Linked DNA regions of Mus musculus: regions 1, 2, 3, 5 and 6 are each linked to region 4. The links are chromatin contacts, called in public ChIA-PET, HiChIP or PLAC-seq and promoter capture Hi-C maps. All regions are on one chromosome and are shown on one strand. Each heading gives the region's core, a stretch centred on a gene start, on an enhancer-like site or on the middle of the called end of the contact. The rest is flanking DNA. Distances are from core to core; before and after follow the strand shown.

Region 1 (2,848 bases), core at 276-2,775, 520 kb after region 4:
TGGCAGGGAAAGGAAGGAAGCAAACAGTGTTTATACTCTGGTCAAGTGACCTGAACCTCCTTTTCCTTTGCTTTATAAGAGATTAGCTGTTTCTTAAATAATTGATGTGAAGTGTCTCTGAATTCCTGTGGTTTGAAGGCTTTACAGATATCAGCTTTCTCTTCCTGACTGAAAGGATGTGTGTGATAGTATCCTTTCCTCCTTAGTTTAAATTTGGATGTCTCGATCGTGAATAAGAAATCTTGTGAGTGGTGATCTGGGGTAGTTTTCTTATTTTCCTTTCTTGCTGGAGCTAGATGATGGTGAAGTGCAGCTTCTGGGCAGTGCATTTGCACATAATAAATGGTGTACTAGGGACCTGCAGTGAGGACCTAAGGTACAGTTTCTCAGTAAGCCACATTGATCTGCCAGACTGGCAGCTGGATCAAATCATTAAAGAAGACTTTGTTACCAGTTCATGGTAGAACAAGTAGTTATGCCATCTATCTCTCACTGGTTGCCAGGTCTGTCATATTCTTGCATCAGATAGAATTGTGGCTCTTTGAGAGGCAGAGAAAATACCTTTCTTTGTCTGGTTGCTGTCTACCCAGCTCAACCTGATTTGGTTTGGAATTGGAGAAGGGATTGAATACATAAAAATTCATACATTTGTGCGTACAAGTACATGTGGATTTGTTTTTAAATATTATTCCATTTACCAAACTTGATTCTAAGCTGGGCGTGGTGACACATGCCTTTAATCCCAGCACTTGGGAGGCAGAGGCAGGCGGATTTCTGAGTTTGAGGCCAGCCAGGGCTACACAGAGAAACCCTGTCTTGAAAAAACAAAAAACAAAAAAAAAAAAAAGCTTGATTCTAGTATTGATTTTCTGGTGATGTGACTTTTAAAAAAGCATCTATAACCATGCTCTGCTGTAAGAATTGGAATACAGATTACTTTTAAAAATAACTGCAGCATTGGTGGAACTTTTGTTTTGGGGGAACCACAGCATGCAGCCAATAAAACTTGAGTTCTGCATCTTAGCAGACAAGATAGATGATTCCATTTTACAGCAATCTCTGCTCTCTAACAGCAAAACCACACAGTTATAAAGTATACTCCTAGAGGTTTTCAGAGGTCAGTATGGAGTGTGCTTTTTTTTTTTTTTGACATATTTGCTAGTATTTTACACAATAATTTAAAACCCAGCCCATCACAAGACCTTTGCAGTTATAGTCTCGAAAGACAGCTTCTGTGAGAATGGTTACTTCCCAAATAAGTACCCCACAGGCTGTGTATATCTTTCTAACCTAGACAGCATCATCAAGGCAAAATAGCTTTGAGAGGAAACAGGGACTACACATAAAGTAGCATAGTAATAACACTAAAATTGTTGCTGATACAAACACTGTTGCAGTGTCTACAGAACGCCCCACAGTTCAAATGCTTTCATTCATATTTCATTTATGTATCATTCATTCTAAGTCAACCCTGCTGACAGGAGGGGGAAAAAAATCCAAAAAGCTGGCAGAGTTCCCAGCACAGCATACTGAAAGTGTAGTAGAAATACCCTGAGTGTCTGTCTGGTAAGGACTGGAGTCATAGTGTGTAATACATGATGTTTGTGATGGTTCTGCACAAAAACTGCTACCTATGGGATGGTGCCGAGTCATCCACATTCTAAGAGATATTGAGCTTCATGCGGCCTCCAAAATGCAGTAAATTCAGTCCCTTCGTGGCAGAGACGGGACTTGGAGACGTCCTTCATAGTTCTCCCTGTGGACCTGCTGAGCCAAGAGTTGTTTAGTCGTCTGAGAAACCCATCTGAAACCTGCTTGTGGGTGTAGAGGTCTTGCAGGCTGAGAAAACACAGCAGCCTAGGGGTTAAAAATAAAGTCAGGGGTTTTGTTTTCAGTTGTGTATTGTGTATATTCTTTGGCTTCTGGCACTCTCAAATTTACTTTTTTTTTTTTCAGGACACTAACAAATTCAATGTCAGAATGCATGAACTTGGGTATTTTTCATGTTACCATCTTCACCCTATAGTAAATTGGTATAGTTCATGGCTATTTCAAGAGCTTGTGTTTTTCATTTTATAGCATTCAGTCTCTAGGCTCTTGGAAGTCTACAGTAGATTCATCAGGAACATTTCCCTCTTCGCCTTCCTTCGCAGCAGCTCCTCTTCAGACACTCTCTTGAGGAGCCCTTTTCCTGAGGGCCTTGTGCAGTGTGACACAGTTGATAAAGCTGTTGGGTTCTTAGTTACACTGCAGTGACATTGCAATTGCTCCTGTTCTCCAGGACAGGCCACACCATGTCATCTGGGAACTAATAATAATATTCTTTAAATATTTATTCAGCATGTATTTAATGGAAGAGGAAGAAATTGATTTTCTTTTAATAACATTTCTATGCAGAGGCAGATGCCTTCCTGAGCCTTTTCTATGTGCCAGTGTGGGCTGGCTCTCTACAGCAGGCAGGACAGCTCCCAAGGCGCGGCAGCGTTGCTTCCTTTTTATTTTGTGACTTTTCTGCAGTAGACATTAAAATTAGATAATAAAATGTATTCTGGTAAAAACTGTATTACTCAGTCTTGGGACTTTGGCTGATCGCTAGTATACATGACCAGTGTCACCCAGTAGTACTACACTGTCTCTCATAAAGCTGTATTTGTAGACAGCAGCCCACTCAAGCTCTGTCACCAACTTCAAGCCATTGCTGCTGGTCCTGATGACACAAGGGTAGAATGCAAGTGTATCGTTCTTGAACCCATTGTACTGCCTCAGAGAGGATGTGCTCGCCCGAGTTTGACTGGCTATTGGTCTCCTCTCCTCTCCCCATGTGTAGTATTTGGTCTGGCGCCGTAGA
Region 2 (2,700 bases), core at 37-2,536, 560 kb after region 4:
GAGACCTTTTTTTTTTTTTTTTTTTTCCTGGTCTGGAATGTTCAGTATTAGGGTGTGAGTTCAATAAACTATTCTCTTTTTTAAAAGATTTATTTATTATATTTATATGCGTACACTGTAGCTGTTTTCAGACACACCAGAAGAGGGTATCAGATTCTATTACAGATGGTTCTGAGCCACCATGTGGTTGCTGGGATTTGAACTCAGGACCTCTGGAAGAGCAGGCAGTGCTTTTAACCACTGAACCATTATTTGGGGGGAAAACTGGTTAAAAAATTACTGCTAGCATTAATATATACAAAACATTAATAATCATTTTTTACACTGTGGTCTTTCTTGTCATTTTCATGGTTTTATTGATGGTGGTGGTTTGGGCTGAGACTGGGCCTGTTACTGAGACTGCCTAGAACTGCTAGTTATCCTCCTGCTTCAGCCCTCTGAGTACTAGGATTACTAATGTGACCCACCGTGCATGGCTATTGGTCTGCTTAAAATGACGATTCCGCCCTCTGTCGGTAAGGTTGCTCTGACATGCTCTTCCCATATGTCTGCATCAGCTCCTCCCTGATGCCTTCTGATCACATGGACAGCTTGTGACGGGGTAACGGCCTCAGTAGCCCTTCCCTTCAGTGATTTGTAGACATTACTTTGTTGTTTAAGGGCTTTGATTGTTGTTTGATTTTTGGTTTGGGTTTTTTAAGACAGGGTTCCTCAGTGTAGCCCTGGCTGCCCTGGAACTCACTCTGTCAACCATGCTGGCCTCGAACTCAGATCCACTTACCTCTGCTAACTGAGTGCTGGGATTAAAGGTATGCAGCATCACACCCAGCTATCAGCTTTGATATTGTAAAAGAACACAAGCTAGTCTGAGTTGTTTCTGTTGCAATTGATTTTTTTTTGTTCCTGGATACCTGGACATTTCCTAGTTTGTCTTGGCATAGAAACTTCAGCACCAAAATTCCCAAGAACACAAGGTATACCTTCAGTCTATGGGTTGAATTCTATCTGGAAGATTTGTGCACACACACACATGCACACGCCTTCCCGTCCTCCTCCTCTCTTCTTCTATTGCCCAGGTAGCCAGGTAGACATTCCTGGGCTAAAGCAAACCCCACACCCGACCCCATCTCGGAGTTCCTAGAGCCGTAAGAGCAGAGAGCCCACCAGGCCAGACTTTGGTACTCCCCTTGTGGAAGTCCCGTGACCCCTCGCCAGCCCTCTGCGTCAACGCCCCGCCCCTTTCTTCTTGGGCTTTCCTCAGTGCCTGTCTAGTCTCTCCTCTGCGTGTGTGAACAGTCCCATGGTCTTCATTTGCACTTCCTCTCACTTCCGTACTGCTTTCTTTTGTCAGCACTTGGGTTCTCAGCTGACGTCTAGGGCTTTGATCTTTTTTTTTTTTTTTTCCAACTTTACATGCTTGCTTCCTGATTACAGTAGTCTAGAGTTTGAGGAAATGGCATGGGCGTGGGTGGGGGAGGGGTGGCTGAAACCTGCTGGTGTGACCCTGGACCCTGTTGCCTAGCTGGAGAAATGTTGCTAATGTCCCCGCGTGGGCTTGCCCTCAGCCTTCAGCTGATCTCCTACACTCGTTTCTGGTAGGATGCCCCTTCAAGCTTCCCTTTCTATCATCTTCCCGATCCTCTACTCCCCCACCTGCTCAGATCTCATATCGCCCCTTGACTCCTAGGAAGTCTTCTTTGAGAAGTCCTTTTATTTATCTCTCATTTTGCTTGTCAGGATGAAGGGGAAGAGCCTGCTGATACTCACAGTCCACGCAATCCCTTGCTTCTCTAATGATTTTGATGGCAATAGATTAATTATACAAAACAGTAGGTTTCATTGTGAGCTGTCTCATTCAAAGCACGTACAGATAATGTCCTTTGATCATATTCTTCAACCCTTCCCCCTTTCTAAAAAATCTCCCTTTTACTTCTATGTCTCCTGGGGAACCAAGAAAGGCCTGAGTGACCATGTAAGGGGCAGATAAGCCCTGAGGGATGGGTATCATTGACCAGGGCGAGTGCCTCAGATCTATGGAAACTGGCAAAGTCTTTCTTTAGGGTAGACATTAAGAGTATGCAAAAAAATAAAAAAGAACAAAACAAAAATACTAACAGCTGTAGGGATCTGTTCCCAGATTGTTGCAACCTGAGAGAGCTGACCTACAGAGCCCTCCTACCAAAACAGTTAGCTCCTCTCCTACAGAGCCCGCCCACCAAAACAGCTAGCTCCTCCCTCTACAGAGCCCTCCCACCAAAACAGCTAGCTCCTCCCCCTGTGCGGTACAAAATACGTGCGAAGGTTCCAGGCTGTTGGTGCTGCTCCAGGAGAGGAATCAAGCTCACCCGATCCCAGCTTTTCTCTATGTGTGTCTGTGTGTCTGTCCTCTGGGATCAAGTCCATAGACATGTCTTTTACTGGTTTTGACCTCTAGAGTTTGCCTGTAAGAGAAAACACACATTTGTCTTTCTGAGTTTGGCCTGCTTTACTCAATGTTCAATGCAATGACTTCCATTTTCCAGTAATGTTACTGTTCCAGATGGCTGAATAAAAATTCTATTGAATAAATACACTACATTTCCCTTACCGATTCATCTGAGCATGTAGACCAGTTCTGTCTCTTGACTACCAATGTGGATGTTCAAGCCCCTCTGGCATGTTGGCAGATGTCTGGCTGACTCCTAGGACAGGTGCTCCCAC
Region 3 (2,861 bases), core at 348-2,847, 560 kb before region 4:
ACTGACTACGGTTACCCTCATCAGCCCATTTTGTGATCCAAGTCTTGTTTGAGAAATTTTGGACAATCCCCACAGATGTGTTTAATCCCGAGAGGAGCTTTAAAAGAGACCATTCACTTTAGATCCACTAAAGAATTAAATGTAGCCCACTGAAGAAGGCAGACATTGTGTAGACGGAAAGCATTTGGCTACCTGACCATTAAAGCTACTGGGGCAACCTAAAGACTAAAGTCCTATTTGTCCTTATTGGATGGTCCATATGTAAGATCACATGATTTATGTAAGATCACATGATTTCTGGGCTTACCAGTCACAAGAATAAAACGTGTGGTACCTTCTCTTAGATGCACAGTGATCTGTGTGTAGACAGCAAAACTTGTCTGCTTTGCACTCCTGAGCTGATACACTCTGAACAGCAGCGACTGTGTGCTGGTCAAGCTTCCCACAATTCCTAGCTGCCTGGGATTTCTCTGTATCAGTTTAAGCCCTGGTCCTCAGGGAGGAGGTGCTGCTTACTCTGTCCTGGAAAACCCAGCTACCACACTTGCTCCCAAAGGGTGGACTGTAGGAGGAACGGTGCCCATGTAATTCAAGGTGGCAGGGCTCTGGGTGTGCTGCTCAGAAGGCCAAGCTGCAGCAGACCAAGCTGGCAGCAGGTGTGAATGCTCAGGTGTGTTCCACACGAACCCAAGTGGAACTTGGGTTACACCTGCCTCCGCTCAGCATCCAGCTTCCTTCTCCCAAGCAGAGGAACGTGCCACGACCTTCTTCATTTTGGTAGACGGTGTTTGTTGAATGACTAGTAGAGAAGCCCCACGCAGACACCTTCAGGAGGCTAGTACTGAGGGTAGTAGAAGAAAGCAAAGGATTGACCAGGAAACTAGAAGGGAGACAGAGCCTATCGGGAATCATAGGACAGGAGGATGCAAGCAAGGCCCTGATTTAACCAAGGCTCCTCATTCTCTACTTTCAGAGTCCTCTTCGGCCAGCCCAGGGTTTTCCAGACCAACTGTAGGACAATGGGACCTAGCCTCTTCTCTTAAAAGAAACCAGGGCAGCAGGGGAGGTGGGGTAGAGCTTTGCGGTAGGAGAGGCCAGGGTGCTCCCAAAATCTATTCTTTGACCTGGTAGCCTTGCCTGTGAACACTTGCTCTCCTACTTCAAATGTACATTCATACTCTCTCTCTCTCTCTCTCTCTCTCTCTCTCTCTCTCTCTCTCTCTGTGTGTGTGTGTGTGTGTCTGTCTGTCTGTCTGTCTGTCTCTCTCTTTCGCTCTCTCACACTCTCTCTGTGCTTGGATACATAGTTCCACACAGAGACGACCCAGAAGTGATGGGGATTATGGTAGGGCAGCTTTTACCTGCCCATCACCCCCCCACACACACACAGGATCTCCTTCCCCAGGGACATCCACCACACACACAAACCTCCTTGCTCCCTCTTGGTTATCACACTACATCACAGAGACGTGCATCTCTATGCCACCAGGCTGCGTGCTCTTTGAAAACACGAGCAGAGTCCTAGTTCCGTTTGAGTCCCTGGAGTTTACCAGGAGCCTGACATACGCATGAAATATGAACAGCATAAGGGAGCAAAACAGTGATTCACCACTGCCGGAGCTCCGTATGCCCCGGGGAGATCTGCGTTCCTCTGGAAAACATGGTGCCTGCCTGCGTTAGTTTTCTGGGCCTGCAGCTGGTGCACAGAGGCTGCCTTCAAACACACATTTATTCTCTCACAGCTCTGGAGAGCAGAAGTGTGGAAGCAAGATGAGGGCAGAACTGTGCTCCTGTGGTGTCTAGGGGCATCCTGCTGCCTCTTCCACCCTCTGGGAGCTACCTGGCTTACTTCCTCCTCCCCCTTCTTCCCCCCACTCTCCCTCCTTTTCTTTCTCTCTCTTCTCCCCTTATCCCCATATGTCTCTTATAAGGACACCAGAAAAATGCACAGTAATCTATCTCAAGATCAGGAACATACTTTCACTGGCAGCCCAGGAAGCGGGCAGGGGGAGGGGTTGAGGACAACATAGTCACCATCAGGGTTTAGGGGACAATGTAGTCACCATTCCCTTTGATCTTTGACCTGCCCATCACTCCCCCTCAGGATCTCCTTCCCCAGGGACATCCACCACACACACAAACCTCCTTGCTCCCTCTTGGTTATCACACTACATCACAGAGTCGTGCATGTCTATGCCACCAGGCTGCGTGCTCTGAACTGATCACATAGGTACTGACCTAGTAGCCACACTTAGCCTCTCCTGAGTCCAGGGGTTGAGAAAAGGCCACTCCCCTCTTGATCTCTAGCTCCTACAACAGGTGGATGACCATCTGGAAGCCCCAGTTTCCTTGTTGGTAAGATGGCTGCAGACAGTGTCTATTCCCAAGGGATTGTTAGGAATTGATGAGAAACTCCATCTGTCTGAAAGCAGGCCTCCCTGTTTCCAGCAGCCTCCCTGATTTTCCCCGTCCTCAGCCTACCCCAGACAGATGCCCTAAGTGGTGGGTGGCCCGTTGGAGGAGCTGTTTGGGGGCCACTCGCCGCGGCCACCTGCTCTGGGTTCTCTCCATCCAGTGAGACATTGACATTCCAGAAAGAACAGCGAGAATCTGATTTGTTCTCTGAAATTTCAACTCTAATTGCTTCAGGATGAGCCCACATGGGCTGAGATCATTTCTCATCTTGCTCTTTTCTACGCCTCAGGGGTCAAAGCCTTAAGCTCAGCCAAACCTTTCCATGACACAGGAAAGAACTGGCCAAGCAAGGAGGTCAAGGTCCTTAGCACTCGGGCAAGAAACCGCTCCAGGGTGAGAGTTTCTTCCTTTCTGGTAGCGCTGCTTCTGTCTCCTGGCTGCAGAAA
Region 4 (2,700 bases), core at 197-2,696:
ATTAAAGCCACTGGCCAGAAAAGATAATCTAAACCTATTCCAGTAAGGATAATAAATTCGAGCAAATCCATTACATAATAGGGCCTCAGAAGTGGTATAGAAATGAAACCCAGAATCTATGACTTGGATGTTTTGACTTGGATCAAGTGCATTTTGGAGGAATTCTTTGTTTCTTAGTTGAGAAGTGTATAGGAGCCAGGATTTTAAAAAAAAAAAATGGGGGACATTTGTTTTGAAGTGAAGAGAGGTGCTGTGCTCACCAGAAAGAAAGAGCTGTTAGATTCATCAAAGATTGATGGAAGCCTGTGGCCTTTAGAGCCAGCCTGGCTATTTTTCTCTGCATACCTAAGAATGATCAGCCAACTTGAAGAGCAGGAAAAAGCATGGCCTGTGGGTTTGGGCCCAAGCACTCTCCGACTGCTTCTAATCCCTCAGGTAACAGTAGCCCTAAATGTCTGGTAACCCTAGAGCAGGTACATGTATGCACTAAGTGGTGTGATCGGAGGCAAGATAGCAATCACAAAGATTCATTTGATTCTAACAGTAATCCACACCGAGTCACAGAAAACAGCGTCTGTGTGTGTGTGTGTGTGTGTGTGTGTGTGTGTATGTGTGTGTATGGGGGTGGGGCAATGAGGTCTTTAAAGAACTTGCTAATTCTAGCTGGGCCCCCCCCCAAACATTTTCTGAGAACAGCCAGTATCAAACCCCAGTGGCTGTGCATTAATTCCCTGGTATAAGGCTTTGGTGTCCGGGAAGTTCAAAACAGTGCTTTGTGTCTCACCAAAAGGAAAAAAAAAAAAAAAGTTCGAGAAGTACTGGGGGAAACCCGAGCAAACCCAGAAGAAGGGGTGCAACTGGACGCCTGCTGGCGGGTGCAGACTAGGCTTCTGGGCAGGGTGGGCACGTTAGGCGGGCAGTCCCGGGGAGGGGTGTCTTGTGGTGGGCTGCAGCAGCACGGCCGTCCCGGAGCCCGCAGAGGCCCCCGTGTTTGGGCCACAGGCCCCCCCGAGCAGTCACCCCACTCGGGGAGGCATCCCCAAGCACGGGCCGCACATCCCAACGGCTCGGGGCGGGAGCGTGGAGCGGGAGGGGGGGCGGGCCTGCGGGGAGGCGCCCGGGCCTGGGGACGCAGCCGTGGCTGCGGCGGAGCCGGGCCCTGGCCGCGCGCGCCGCGGCTCGGGCGTGGGGCTGGCTCGGGGCAGGCGCAGGCACAGAGACACCATAGAGCTCCGCTTTCCCGTAGCAGCTGCTGCCTCTGCCGCTGCCTCTCCCGCCTCAGCCTCTCGGCCCGGCACACACACACACATTCAGATTTGCGCGCTGTTTCAATCCTCGGTGACGTGTCCTCGCAGACAGCCAATGGCGCGCGGGCTCTGGTCAGGACAATGGGAGGGAACGGGCCAATGAACGGGCCTGGTGAGTTGGCGGTAGCCAATAGGAGGCGCGCTGGCTGGAGAGTAATGTTACAGAGCGGAGAGAGTGAGGAGGCTGCGTCTGGCTCCCGCTCTCACAGCCATTGCAGTACATTGAGCTCCATAGAGACAGCGCCGGGGCAAGCGCGAGCCGGACGGGCACTGGGCGACTCTGTGCCTCGCGGAGGGTGAGTGCGGGGCGGCGCGGCGGCGGGGAGAGCGCCTCGGGTAGCCTGGTCGCCTGCGCGGCGGCCGGATCCCCGCGGCCCGGAGCCGGCGGGTCAGGCTCCACACAAAGGCAAATGAGGGGGGACCGTGGGGGGAACTGCGCACGGAGCGAGGCTCCGCCGGCCGCTGCCGCGAACGCTGCCCCGCGCCGTGCCGCGCCGAGCGGAGCCGAGCCGAGTCGCGGGGCCTCAGGCGGCCGCCACTTCACACCCGCGGCGCCGTCCGCGCTTCACTGGCGCAAAAAAAAAAAAATTTTTTTTTTGTTTTGTGTCTGCCTGTGTGTGTGTTCGTGTTCCGGATTATTTAAAAAAAATTTTTTTTCCCCAAAACGTGTTTGTGGCCCCCAGGGCCGAGCGTTTCGGGCAGGCGGCGTGCGCGGAGCGAGCGAGCCGGCGGGCAGCGGCGCTTCCCCGCTGTATGGGCGGCCGCGGCGGGGAGCGCGGGGCGGCGGGCGGGGCGCCGCTGCGGGCGAGGGCGGCCGCGGGTGGGCCGGGGGCGGCCGTGCGGGGCGGCTCGGGCCGGGTGAGGCGGCGGGCGAGCGGGGCGGCCGTGTGGGGGGGAGCGGCGCCGCTGCGCTCGCTGGAACATGGCTGACTCGGCCGGGCGCTGCTGGCTGGAGAGAAAACAAGGCGGGCGGGCGGGCGGGGGAAGCTGGGCGCAGCAGTTCTGAGGCAACTTTTTTTTTTCCCCCCCTCTCTCCTCTCGCTCCCCTCTCTTCCTCTCCTCTCTCTCTCTCTCAGTCTCTCTCTCTCCCCGGCCCCGCGTTCTCCGTGCGGGGGCGGCGGGGCGCGCGGAGGGAGACGGCGCGGGGGCCGCGGGGGGAGGGGAGCCGCGCGCCCCCCGCCCCTCCCCCGCCGCCATGGCGAGTGCGCCAGCGCCCCGCCCGCCCGCCGCGCGCCTCGGTCTCCTCGCACACTCACACACACATACACACACACACACACTCACACGCGCGCACACACAAAGGGAAGGAGCCATATTCTCGCTCGCGCTCGCCCTCGCGGCGGCGGCGCAGGCGGGGAAGACGCGCAGCGGCCATTCCGTGCGCCCGGCCCTG
Region 5 (2,874 bases), core at 220-2,719, 710 kb after region 4:
TGGTTTATACTTCCAGGTCACAGTTCATCATTGGTGGAAGTCAGGGCAGGAACTTAAGGCAGGAGCCTGGAGGCTTGACAGCACATGTCAGGGAGCGGAGGTCTGAGGCAAAGTGGGGCAGGGTCTCTGTGGAAGGTTTATCCTTGCTCTTGGGTGCTGCACCCATTCCATCGGTTGGAGAAGGCTGTGTGAGCCCCTTGTCGGAGTCAGAGCATCTGTCGTCAGCAAGGCACCCAAGCTTCTGTTTCTGGTCATTTATCTGCGCTGTCCACATGGCAAGCTCCGTCTTCTCCACCTTCATTTAATAACTCGACTTTGCTTGTCTTTTTTTTTTTTAAAGATTTTATTTACTTATTTTATGTATGTGAGTACAGATGGTTGTGAGCCTTCATGTGGTTGTTGGGGATTGATTTTTTAAGATCTCTGCTCCCCCCCTAAGAAGAAAAGGAAATTTTCTGAGGAGCCTGAAGTTGCTGCTAGCTTCACAAAGAGCAGCACAAAGAAAAAGAAAAGGTCCCAGAAAGCACAGGAGGATTAGAACGGACCTGCTTGGTGGGAGGGGCATACCTTGTGGTGGCAGCTCCTGCCCATAATAAAACCCCAATAAAAACAAAAACAAAAATGACCTCAGCTCGTTCTGGTCGGCTCGCTTAGGCCCAAAGATTTATTTATTTATTATACATAAGTACACTGTAGCTGACTTCAGAAACACCAGAAGAGGGAGTCAGATCTCATTACAGATGGTTGTGAGCCACCATGTGGTTGCTGGGATTTGAACTCAGGAAGAGCAGTCAGTGCTCTTAACCGCTGAGCCATCTTGCCAGCCCTACCTTGCTCATCTTGGTAAGCCCAGGCTCTCACTCCACAGGGGCTGCCGCCCAATGTTTCTTCAAAGCAAACCTTCAGTGGCGACACCCCCACTTTTGCCTACAGCCATTTCTCCCTCCTATGTACCGGTGCTTAAGGGATCTAGTGGTTGAGTATAAGCCGCCTGCTTCTGTTGCTCCGGGCCCTGGATCAGAGAGGCCTGACACTCACTCAGAGTCCTCACTGGAAGACTAGGGACATTGGCCAGAGAGACTGAAGCGCTGTCCTTCTCTTCAGAGCTGTGCTGTCTCCAAAAATGGAACCGTGCAGCAGGTGTTCTAATCTTTGCTGTTTTGTTTTGTTTCTCCTAGCGACACAAACGTGAAATACGGTGAGGGAGGGTTTATGCCCTTTGGATTCTCTGGTGTCCTGTCAGGGGCAGCGACCTGCTTTTATGCCTTCGTGGGCTTTGACTGCATCGCCACCACAGGTCCGTGGACTCTCGCACCCGTGGGGCCCTGCTTCTTTGCAACCACCTCCAGTAATGCCTTTTCCTCTTGGCACAGGCCACTTGCAGCTCTGGGTCCGTGGGAGTAACTGCAGAGATTTGTCACTTCCTGCTGATAGCTTCTCACCTCCCCACACCCCCTAGGAGCAGTGCCTGGCAGGAAATTACATCATTAACATAACGAGGGCTCTGCCGCTAGACTGGGACAATGACAGCGTGGCTGTAGCCTGATTTCATATCTGCACGCGCAGGCCTTTGTAATAACAACAGCCGGGCAGGTTGGATAGGTCAGGCTCCCTTAAGCCTCTCAGCCTTTCTCAGCCAAAAGAAACAAGCCTCTCCCTTAGCTGAGCTGCCATAGGAGGGTCGGGAACACCTTCCTGGGCTGTGGTTATGCGGTGGGCGTTACTGAGGACCCTGCTCTGTCACGGGAGGGCAGAAGACCCCGGTTCCTGCCCACCGAACCCTGTGGGGCGTGGCTTAGCCCGTTTGACCTTGCAGAGGATGTGATGCTACGACTACTCCTCCCCCTTCCCTCATTGGCCGACACCCTGTTGCTTCTAGGGGAAGAAGTCAAGAACCCCCAGAAGGCCATTCCTGTGGGCATCGTGGCGTCCCTCCTCATTTGCTTCATAGCGTACTTTGGCGTGTCCGCCGCTCTCACGCTCATGATGCCTTACTTCTGCCTGGACATCGACAGCCCGCTGCCTGGTGCCTTCAAGCACCAGGGCTGGGAAGAAGCTAAGTACGCAGTGGCCATTGGCTCTCTCTGCGCACTTTCCACCAGGTGAGATCAGCTTCCGAGTGCTCCCAACCCCAGCACCCCAGCGTCAGTGGTGTGTCTCGTTGTGTTTTAGCCCAGTGGAATGTTATACAGCTGTGTTGTGTTATAAAACGTGCTCCCTTTTATCCATGGGGAGCATGGATACACTGGATGCCTGAAGCAAAAGATTATTCCAAACCCCATATACACAGTATTTCCTTTTACACACACACACACACACACACACACACACAGACACACACACACAAATGTGTAATGTATAACATTTGGCACAGTAAGATTGACACCAATAGCTAAGGGTACAATGGAGGCACTACTATGTACTGACATTTTAAAGATTTATTTATTTATTTATTTATTTTATGTTTATGAGCACTCTGTCTGCATGCCAGAAGAGGGCATCAGATCTCTGTGTAGACGGTTGTGAGCCACCATATGGTTGCTCGGAATTGAACTCAGGACCTCTGGAAGAGCAGCCAGTGCTCTTAACCGCTGAGCCATCTCTCCAGCCCACATACTGACCATTTTAAAAAATAGAATGATCAGTTGCTTATTTCTGGAATTTTCTATCTAATATTTCCATACTGTAGTTGACACAGGTTACAAACTACAGAATGTGAAAGTAGGTAAGGGGAAAAACCACCACGATGTTGTGAAGAACTAGAGCTGATGTCTATGCATGATACTTGGCAAGGAAATGGTTTTCTGCTCCTGACTTTGGCCTCTGAGCCAGGCCCCCTCTTTGACCACTGTATTTTGGTCTTTAGTTTGGCTG
Region 6 (2,951 bases), core at 377-2,876, 630 kb before region 4:
CTTTTCACAGACAAGTCAGGGTTAGGGAAAAGTATTAGGACAAGCTGCAAAGAGTCTTTTTTTTTTTTTTTTTTAACCCACGCTTTCAAACTTGAACAAATATCATAAAGAGTCATTCGCAATGACTTTATAACTTTTTTTCCACATCATCTTAGCTGAAAGGGGGAGGAAACGGCCTCCAGAAAACGGGAAGAAAGGAACAGGCAACTGGACTGCCTGGGACCAGTTCTCTGATTTTCCCGGAGGCCTCAAGGTTCCGCGGGGCACCCCGGTCCTCCCTCCCCTCCTTGCCCAACTGCATTAGGAGGAAGGCAGGCCAAGTTTGTAGGTTCCTAGGGAGTGGTACACAAAGAGAGGAGGTCTCTGGGAAATTGCAGGAGCTGAGGGTACAGGGTGGGGGTGACGCAAGGGATACGGGGAGGGGGGCGCGCCTTGGGGCGTGCTAATGGCTGTATCAGGGTTCTGTAAAGCTGGGTAGGGTCTCAAGGAACACACGATGGGATGCATGGAGTATTTAAGGCAAAACGGTGTGTGCTTGACTGGGGCGATGGGCGGGGGTGGGGGTGGGGTGTAGATAGTGGGACACCGGTCATGCACAGCAGGAGATCCAGGGTACATACGGAGGAGTGGGAAAAGGGGTGCCCATGGCCGAGTGCAGGTTGTCCACAACAGGAGGTACAGGGTGCACAGGGCGGAACACGGGGGATGCACAAGGTAGAGAGCGGGGTGCACACAGTGGGATGCGGGGTATGCACGGTGAGGTGGGATACGGTATTCAAGGTCGGGAGGGGTGAAACTTGGGATATGCACCTCCAGGCACTGGGAATGCACATGGAGGATCGAGGGGTGTGCACAAGGTGGGGCGCGGGGATGCACATCTAGGGGTATGGGATGCACAACTATGGGACCCATGAGTGCACAGCTGTGGGACACAGGGGCACACGGTAGAGAGCAGGGGGTGTACGGCCGGGCACGGAGTAAGCACAAGCAGAGGGTGCACACGGTGGGGCGCACGGAGTGTACACAGTGGGGCGCAGAGTGCACACGGCGGGCCGTGGCATGAATGCCGTGGGGCGTAGGATAGCTACGGTGGAGTGCGGAGTGCACACCGCGGAGCGCGGCAAGCATTCGGCGGGGCGCTGGGGGCGCACAGGGCGGGGTGCTCATAGTGGGGCGCGAGGTGTGCACCGCAGGGCGCACGGGCGGCGCGCAGGGGCGGGAAAGGCGCGGCCTCTTGTAAAGTTTCTAGCAGTTGCGCGGCTCTGGCTCCCGACCCGGCCGCGCCCTCCCCACCAGCCCGCGTGCCCCGGCGGAAGGAGGCGGAGATGGAGAGGGCGCGGGCCGAGGGTGGCGCCACTAGAGGGCGCTGCGGCCGGGACGGGGCGGGACGGGGCGGGCGGCAGCCGGAACCGCGCGGGGGTGGCCAGCAGCCCCGGGACTCCCTCCCCGCGCCCGCCCGGGCCGCTCGCTACTTACCCGCGGAGCAGCTGAACAGCGCCAGCAGCGCGGGAGGCCGCATCCCGGAGGCAGAGGCTCCGCGCCCTTCCCGGAGCCGAGCTGCGCGGACGCCCTGCGCGCCTGACCCTTCTCGCGCTCCCCTCCTCCTTCCCGGCGCCGCGCCGGCTCGGGCTGCGCCCTCTGGCGGCCGGGATCGGGAGCGCCCCGGTGTACGCTCGCAACCGGCGCGGTTGTAGGTGGTCCTGCTGCCCAGCTGGACCGCGCCCTCCTCTGGGCATCTGACCTCAGAGCTTCTTTTCTGACCCTCTGACAAACTCTGCCGTCATGCCCTTCGCTTCCCAGAACTTCTTTCCCCATCCCTAGCAGTAGATCACCCTTACTGTCCTCAAAGTGAAGGAAGAAGGATCGTTTTTTTCTTCCCTGCTAATGGACTATCTTCAGTTTTTATAAAAAGCAAAATCGATAATTCAACTCTTAATATTGTTGGCACCGATGTTCTACTTTGATGAAGGTGTTTTTAATCAGCTCAACTAATTTACTTAATATCCTCTTCTTAAATGGAATTTGATTAATAGCTTTGGCCCGGAGTTTTGCTCTTAATAGATGTTGGTGTAAAGCTAAATTTTTATTAATGTTATTTTGAGTGTTCACTGTGATGGAAGAGAGAGGGTATTCAAGATACTTGATGAAAATGAATCAATTAAGAACACAGAGAAGAGTGAGGTGGAAAAGTCACATAAGCAGAGTTCCTTCCAGCACAGAATCCTGAAGGGTCTCCCTCCCACCCTGGAAGAGTTCCACCTGAGGACCTTACAGTTACATTGTAGTGAACCAAAGAGGGAAACAATTACAGGGAAGAATTAGAGGGACCCTTCCCAGAAACACAGTTTCTCCTGCATCTCCAAGGATGTAAAAAAGACTGACTGAGCAACCCTGGCTTGTGTTTAGATGATGCGAGGCTAGAGGGCAGCTAGAGTTGCCTTTCAGCCACTGTGGTCACAGGACAAATGACTCACCGAACATCTCCCCCAACCACAGGTAGTAAAACTCTAGGGCAAGCCTGCTCATAAAGACTTTGGCAGTCATATTTCTTAGTTTCTGTGTGTTTCTTGTTGACTGGTGCCAGTCTCTTGACTGATGAAGACCAGCGCTACAGTTTTTCCAAATTCTTGGTTGGCTGCTTTAACTCCTTGGGCTTTCTTGGGAAGTTCTAAAGCTGATAGACAGTTTCCCATTGCTAAAGTTTTCTAGCATTCTCCTAGGAAATATTCCTTCCCTTTGTTAGACACCGTACCTATAAACAAGATGTAAATAGAGAGAAAAATCTAGTAGCCAAGTAACACAACTGAGGACCCTACTTTGGTAGCAAACAACTTTGAGGGCTTAGTGGATCAGACTTTTCATTGAAATTATCCTGGAAGGATGGAGAGGTGACTCAGTGATTAAGACCATGTACTACTCTCCTGGAGGGCCTGAGTTCCATTCCTACATCC

The links. Promoter capture Hi-C pulls out the DNA fragments that hold promoters and counts their contacts. ChIA-PET counts read pairs in DNA pulled down with a chosen protein or histone mark. HiChIP or PLAC-seq counts read pairs in DNA pulled down with a chosen protein or histone mark.
Region 1: a contact with region 4 is called in a promoter capture Hi-C map of liver, with 2.8 times the contacts expected there. The contact joins the enhancer-like site here to the promoter of Hmgb1 in region 4. A contact is called at or near these places in 7 of 39 promoter capture datasets (the 3T3-L1 cell line, 3T3-L1-derived adipocytes, the C10 cell line and 2 more), 5 of 484 Hi-C or Micro-C datasets (cortical neurons, myocytes, pro-B cells and 1 more), 1 of 115 datasets of contacts at active chromatin or transcription factors (pancreatic cancer cells) and 2 of 9 other capture datasets (adipose tissue and liver).
Region 2: an RNA polymerase II ChIA-PET map of effector CD8 T cells shows a contact between it and region 4, with 17 read pairs. The contact joins the enhancer-like site here to the promoter of Hmgb1 in region 4. A contact is called at or near these places in 2 of 39 promoter capture datasets (hippocampal neurons and pre-B cells), 3 of 115 datasets of contacts at active chromatin or transcription factors (effector CD8 T cells, memory CD8 T cells and pancreatic cancer cells) and 2 of 9 other capture datasets (adipose tissue and liver).
Region 3: an H3K27ac HiChIP or PLAC-seq map of the NIH/3T3 cell line shows a contact between it and region 4, with 3 times the contacts expected there. The contact joins the enhancer-like site here to the promoter of Hmgb1 in region 4. A contact is called at or near these places in 4 of 39 promoter capture datasets (the 3T3-L1 cell line, 3T3-L1-derived adipocytes and cranial neural crest), 1 of 484 Hi-C or Micro-C datasets (embryonic stem cells), 5 of 115 datasets of contacts at active chromatin or transcription factors (the NIH/3T3 cell line, embryonic forebrain, embryonic stem cells and 2 more) and 1 of 9 other capture datasets (embryonic stem cells).
Region 5: a promoter capture Hi-C map of hippocampal neurons shows a contact between it and region 4, with 4 times the contacts expected there. The contact joins the enhancer-like site here to the promoter of Hmgb1 in region 4. A contact is called at or near these places in 4 of 39 promoter capture datasets (the 3T3-L1 cell line, cranial neural crest, hippocampal neurons and 1 more), 1 of 484 Hi-C or Micro-C datasets (cerebellar granule neurons), 3 of 115 datasets of contacts at active chromatin or transcription factors (embryonic forebrain, large pre-B cells and stem cell-derived neural progenitor cells) and 1 of 9 other capture datasets (adipose tissue).
Region 6: an HNF4G HiChIP or PLAC-seq map of pancreatic cancer cells shows a contact between it and region 4. The contact joins the promoter of B3glct here to the promoter of Hmgb1 in region 4. A contact is called at or near these places in 2 of 115 datasets of contacts at active chromatin or transcription factors (embryonic forebrain and pancreatic cancer cells).

What each region holds. Positions count from the first base shown.
Region 1 is chr5:148,533,503-148,536,350 of GRCm38.p6, reverse strand. All of the region lies in intron 1 of Ubl3 (ubiquitin-like 3), which reads left to right. Among named protein-coding and RNA genes, the nearest start is that of Ubl3, 18 kb to the left of the region's middle. Within about 2 kb of position 1,525, at least 41 of the 459 cell types and tissues checked have an H3K27ac peak or open chromatin away from gene starts, as enhancers often do. A contact at or near this core is called in liver and pancreatic cancer cells, where this site is marked.
Region 2 is chr5:148,494,022-148,496,721 of GRCm38.p6, reverse strand. No RefSeq gene overlaps it. Among named protein-coding and RNA genes, the nearest start is that of Ubl3, 57 kb to the left of the region's middle. Within about 2 kb of position 1,286, at least 136 of the 459 cell types and tissues checked have an H3K27ac peak or open chromatin away from gene starts, as enhancers often do. A contact at or near this core is called in effector CD8 T cells, memory CD8 T cells and pre-B cells, where this site is marked.
Region 3 is chr5:149,611,652-149,614,512 of GRCm38.p6, reverse strand. It overlaps Wdr95 (WD40 repeat domain 95), which reads right to left. Exons shown (of 23, transcript NM_029440.3): 23 at 2,619-2,861. The coding sequence ends at 2,780. Among named protein-coding and RNA genes, the nearest start is that of Hsph1, 23 kb to the left of the region's middle. Within about 2 kb of position 1,597, at least 72 of the 459 cell types and tissues checked have an H3K27ac peak or open chromatin away from gene starts, as enhancers often do. A contact at or near this core is called in the NIH/3T3 cell line, where this site is marked.
Region 4 is chr5:149,051,803-149,054,502 of GRCm38.p6, reverse strand. Hmgb1 (high mobility group box 1) reads left to right here and starts at 1,446. Exons shown (of 5, transcript NM_010439.4): 1 at 1,446-1,603.
Region 5 is chr5:148,341,161-148,344,034 of GRCm38.p6, reverse strand. It overlaps Slc7a1 (solute carrier family 7 (cationic amino acid transporter, y+ system), member 1), which reads left to right. Exons shown (of 13, transcript NM_007513.4): 6 at 1,179-1,297; 7 at 1,880-2,102. Among named protein-coding and RNA genes, the nearest start is that of Slc7a1, 57 kb to the left of the region's middle. Within about 2 kb of position 1,469, at least 180 of the 459 cell types and tissues checked have an H3K27ac peak or open chromatin away from gene starts, as enhancers often do. A contact at or near this core is called in adipose tissue and hippocampal neurons, where this site is marked.
Region 6 is chr5:149,676,905-149,679,855 of GRCm38.p6, reverse strand. B3glct (beta-3-glucosyltransferase) reads right to left here and starts at 1,626. Exons shown (of 15, transcript NM_001081204.2): 1 at 1,477-1,626. The coding sequence starts at 1,519.